Regions from separate parts of the Zea mays genome. Here region 2 is linked to region 1. Evidence: chromatin contacts called from public Hi-C data. All regions are on one chromosome and are shown on one strand. Each heading gives the region's core, a stretch centred on a gene start, on an enhancer-like site or on the middle of the called end of the contact. The rest is flanking DNA. Distances are from core to core; before and after follow the strand shown. Region 1 holds the start of LOC103654528 (protein ROOT HAIR DEFECTIVE 3 homolog 2). Region 2 holds the start of LOC100276768 (XS domain containing protein expressed).

Region 1 (2,700 bases), core at 56-2,555:
AGGTTAAATGCCATAGTACATAGCAAATCAGGTACTTGAAATTGTGATTTGGCAAGCCGTCAGCACATAATGAGTAATGGTAATGCGCAAGGCACAACACAGCGAACATGCTATACACGGAGGACCATCACCCATCAGTCAAACAGCAATGTCGAACATGGACAACACAATTTGATGAGAAAGAAGAACACTGTCCGGGAACATTTAAGTGGAGAAATAGCTGCAAGTAGAATAACTTTCACCTGCCCTCGCTCCCTCCCGTCCGTCCCCTCCAGGTCCAGCACAACAGTGAACGGCTCGATCCCAGCAGCCTTGGCGATCCAAATGCCCTTGGTGGTCTGGTGCCTGGCGTGGAACAGAAGGAGCAGCACATATCACACCACAGATGCGGATGATGTAACAAGAAATGCTTTTGTGCACAGTGTTTACCTTCCTTTCAAGGCATCCATTTCCCTGAAGCTTGTCCCGAAGAGATGGTTGAGCAAGGTACTTTTCCCTGGCCGGCGTACAAAGCAGCACCCATTAGAGACGGGCCCTGAATCTAATCCGACAAAATCGCTAAATGACGGAATTGAAACTGGAGCCTAGCAGAGCTCGGCGATCATTACACGCTACATGGACGGAGAACGAATCAACTGTGCAGTAGTAATAATGTAATATATTTATTTAGACGTAGATTGGCAACGGTTGTCAACTTGTAATTGTACGTGGGTGATTGTCGGTCCTTCACCGATCAATCCCCACGAACAACTGACACGAAGGTAAGCAAAGACGCGAAAATTTCATCCGGGACATAACTGAATGTCTGAAACTCTGAATCCGTTCACTACGCCGTCTGCGCGAAACCCAGCGTGGACGCCGCAGGCCGCAGCACCTTGTACCAGAAGCAGAGTGGAAGGGAGAGACCGGGGGGAGGAGCAGCAGGGGAGGGTGACGCGGCTGAAGTAAGTACGTACCGCTGCCCTGGGGTCCGAGGATTGAGACGACGGCGTAGGAGAGGCCCCGCCCCTGGAGCCCCGCGGCGGCGGCGAACCGCTCGATCGCGGCCGCGTCCATCTCTCCGTCCGCGCCCACCACCTGCGCCGCGTGGCACTCGCCGTCCCGGCCGCCGACTCCGACGGCCCCCGTGGCGTCCATCGATCCCCTCTCGCTCGCCGGAGAACCGAAGCAAAGCAACCCACGAGCAGGGCCGGAACCGGAACCCGGAAGCGACGCGACGGCGAGTGAGAGAGTCAGAGAGAGAATGGGAGGCGCCGCGAAGGCAGACAGGTGTCGCGTTGCGCGCCGCTGTGGAGAGAGAGGGGTTTATACGTTGGTTTACGGAAGGAATAGAAACGGCCGATGGAATTGAGAGCGAGCCAGGAAAGGGAGCTATCCAGGGGCTTCCAAGACATACGTGGCTACAACAAAACGATTGCGTCCAAATAGTTTGGCCACGTCACTCATGGTCCGCAGCCGATTCTTCTTCCCTTCTTTAGAGCGATTCAAATTCAAATAAATTTTGACTCACTGCTCTAATGTATAAAAACAAGTTAAAATCAAAGCCGATCAGACCTCTATCTAACAAGACCTAAATTACTGAAACATAAGACAAATACATTCAGAAAAACACAACCATGTAAATTTTATGTTTTCAGTCGCATGTAATTTTTTATGTTTTTAGTTGCATGCAAATTTAGTACACCACTCCTGAGGATGGATTTTATAATGTGACAGCTCTAGGTCATGTTTGTGCCATCTAACCCTTCTTGAGTTCTCTTGCCACCTCACACCACGCGCTCCTCTACGTGCTTGCAGCGTCGTACAGCACAGCACATATGACATCCTTATCGAATTCTAGCAAACTAATTTTGTGTACGTGTATAGTTTACCCCGTTGGTTATGGTATTGCCTTCAGACCATTTCGGGCCATCTGAACATCCTTATCGAATTCTAGCAAACTTCCGTTGATTATGGTATTGCCTTCAGACCATTTCGGGCCATCTGAATGCTGGGCTGCTTCTTTTTTTTTTGTCGCTGTAGGCCCGACGCAGGAGGCCTTATCCGATGTTATCATGTTAATGATGGGCTGTTCCATGGTTCAAGAAGAATGGAGCGCTGCTTCATTAGTCCAAATTTCCAAATATCTCCCGGCTTATTATTATTATTTATCTTAGTTTAACTCGATTTTTAATGACTTTTCAAAGTACATCAGTGTGCTGTATGTATATCTTTTATCAAAGTACATTAGTGTGCTGTATGTATATGTTTTATACATTCCCCAAGTGACCAAGATATATCGGAAGAGGCAACTTGAAGACCTTGCCAAGGAAGGGTCATAGCCGTAGGTAGGCAGCCTATTGCAAGAACCGTATCTAGCTTGTCTACAATCACAGTGCCACTATTCTTCTGAGATACAAGGTGTATATCCTGGGTTTGTCTTAAAGTTTTTAAAATATCTAAAATTTAACTAACTTTATAAAGAAGTGAAATAGAGTATTTGCCATTATAAACTATGATAGTCTGCCTCTTTGATATGATATAGGTTCACACTGCTATCTATAACGTAACATATATTTAGATAGTTTATTTTGGCCTATGACATGCATAGAATTAATTCAGTTTATATTGGGGCGTACTACTTGCACCAACCAGCATTTGTCGCCAAAATGTATAGTGTATTGAAATGGATTTCACATACGACGTCCGACCAACAATTCC
Region 2 (2,700 bases), core at 13-2,512, 240 kb before region 1:
TGTGTGTGTGTGTGGGGGGGGGGGGGGGGGGGGGGCTATATGACCACAGCTAGGCACTGATGGCCAGGTATAATAAGATACTACCGACAAAGTTATGTTCATCAAACAGTGTTATATGTTGTATCACGCTAGGCATGAACATTTTAATTTTCTTGGTTGTAGACACTCAAATAAGCATCTTCGGACATAAGACAAGAACAGGGCTTTCAGATTTTTCAGCATACCTTTGACATACAGGGCACTTCAGCTGGGAAAGCTTCCCATTGGCCCAGTAATTCTTCTTATCCGCTTCATTCTCATTCATCAGTTTCACCATCTTAAGAAAGGCGCTCTTCAGCACCTTCGGGTCCACCCCCGTCTCCTCCACCTTCACCTGCTTCTCCACTTTCATCTGCTTCGCAGCATGCGCCTCAGACTTCTTCTGCAGCGTGCTTACGGAGGACTCCCAGGGCACAACACCATTGACCTGATCCTCCCACTTCCGTTTCGGAACAGGCAGCGGAAGCAGCCCGGCAGCGGGCAGGAGTGTAGGCATGGGTGGCGGAGGAGCCCACCGCTCGAGGGACGGGCGCGGCAGGGGCAGTGGGGGCGGTGGCGGCGCTAAGAGATGCGCGGGTATCGGCGGCGGCGGCTGGCGGAGCTGCGGCGGCGGCTCGCGCGGGAGAGCGAAGTAGGTGCGCACGGTGCCGTCAGAGAGCGCGACGGTGCGGCGGTCGAGGTCCTCCAGCCCGTACCGCGGTGGCGGCGGGATGGCTGCTATCACCGCCTCCACCGCGGCTACGGTGAGCAGCGGCCGCGACGGGGGCAGGGGCGGCAGAAGAGGCGACGCGCCGGGCGGAGGGTGGTGCTGCTCGTGAGGGTGAGGGAGCGGCGAGGGGACCAGAGGCGAGCGGCTGGCCTCCCCGTTGACGCTCGGGGTAGGCTCTGGGGGCGCGGAGGCGGCAGCGGCGTTGCCCGGGTTGGTCCGCTTGTTTGGGTTGGGGTCGGCGGCGGACGTCGAAGAGGACGACGCCTTGGAGGCAGCGACCTGCGGGTTCTGCGACGCCGCGGTGGGCGCCGCGGGCGGAGGCAGCGGCGTGGACTTGACCTGCGGATTGGCGGCGGACATCATGCCGGAGGATTTCTAGGGTTTCGTCGGGATTGGAAGTCGATTTTGGGGAAAAAGGGCTGGACTTGGTGGCTACATGGAGTACATGCGATGTGAGATAGATCGACTTTGACGAGTAGGACCAGATGTCATAGACACGTGAAGAGAACAGCCTCACTTGCTTCGGTCGATTACGCGATCTTTGAGGACACACATCAACGGCAAGGACTCTGGGCGTCCACATCACCGTCCACTGATCCTCTACCCGGCAGAACCACCGATCCAACGGCCACCATCCTGGGCCCACCTGTCAGCCTCCTAATGCACCACACCAAAACCCCGCGCCCGCCATGCTAAAACCCTAATAAACCCTGCACCTCCATCGCACCCTCTCCGCCGCCAAGACCATCCTCGCATCCGGGTTGCCAGCTCTCCTTGAGCCCAGAAGCACACCGCGCGCCATGCGACCACCGAGAGGGCGAGGCGGTGGTGGCCGGTTCGGCGGAGGAGGAGGCCGGGGCCGCGGCGGGGGCCGATTCAGCGGTGGTGGCCGAGGTGGCGGCGGGGGCCGCTTCGGCGGCGGGTTCCGCGACGAGGGCCCGCCCGCGGAGGTCGTCGGTCGGTGCCACCCATACTCCTACCCACTCCCCGTCAGGGTATTGGCTCCTTTTCTGGTATTCTCGTTTTTTTCTGACCTTCTGGTGGGGTTTCTGTCTGTCTTGGCGTGCGCAGAGGTTTCGACGTTCCTGCACGCGTGCGAGGGGGAGGCGGTGACGAAGCTCACCAACGAGAAGGTGCCCTACTTCAACGCGCCCATCTATCTGCAGAACAAGACCCAGATCGGCAAGGTTGAAGAGATCTTCGGCCCCATCAACGAATCCGTGAGCACCTCCTCGCCTCCCTAATCTAAAAAAAACTACTCTTTTTTACGTCCTCGTGGGTACTCGAGGTTGTGGTGCATTTCTAATGTGGTAAGAGCAATAATATTGGCGTAGCTTGTTGAAGGTGTTTTGCTTAGAGACGGTGAGGATTTGGTGCGCGATTTTGCATATTTGTAGTCTTGTAGTGAGGTCCTTGTTGTAATAGCAGTGCACCAAGATTTTGGGATATGTTGCCACATTTGTACTGTAAAACGACGACACGGAGCATGATATTCTGATGTGTCATTTAGTAAGGCAACTCTTGTTGAGGGAACTTTGGAATTTCTGCTTTAGCTATGCTACTAATGTTATCGTGAATATGATCTTTTTTTGTATGTGTAGTATTTCTCTGTGAAGATGATGGAGGGGATCATTGCAACATCGTACAATGAAGGCGACAAGTTCTATATCGACCCAATGAAATTGCTGCCGCTCTCACGCTTCCTGCCACAACCAAAGTATGAGCTCGTTGTTGTTTATGCTGCATTGTTTGCTTGCCATTTTGTGAAAATGGACCCAAGATGCCTCATTCATTTGTTTTTTTTTTTTTGCACTTGATAAGTTCACACCTACTAATTTAAACAATTTGTGTTTTAACTTATTTAAATTGTGTGAAATCGTGAAAAAATGTCAAACCTCTCTGTTAAGATACTAATTGTTGTCTTCTTACCTTGTGGTTAAATAATCATTAAA

The links. A called contact is a pair of places that touch in the nucleus more often than the background predicts.
Region 2: a contact with region 1 is called in a Hi-C map of leaf, with 4 times the contacts expected there. The contact joins the promoter of LOC100276768 here to the promoter of LOC103654528 in region 1. A contact is called at or near these places in 6 of 25 Hi-C or Micro-C datasets (ear, leaf, root tip and 1 more).

Annotation. Positions count from the first base shown.
Region 1 is chr4:208,136,388-208,139,087 of Zm-B73-REFERENCE-NAM-5.0, forward strand. It overlaps LOC103654528 (protein ROOT HAIR DEFECTIVE 3 homolog 2), which reads right to left and starts at 1,306. Exons shown (of 22, transcript XM_008681363.4): 1 at 957-1,306; 2 at 430-496; 3 at 243-345. The coding sequence starts at 1,137.
Region 2 is chr4:207,891,586-207,894,285 of Zm-B73-REFERENCE-NAM-5.0, forward strand. LOC100276768 (XS domain containing protein expressed) reads right to left here and starts at 1,263. Exons shown (of 3, transcript NM_001150482.2): 1 at 225-1,263. The coding sequence starts at 1,111. It overlaps LOC100273853 (putative H/ACA ribonucleoprotein complex subunit family protein), which reads left to right and starts at 1,469. Exons shown (of 4, transcript NM_001365801.1): 1 at 1,469-1,705; 2 at 1,820-1,968; 3 at 2,350-2,465. The coding sequence starts at 1,549.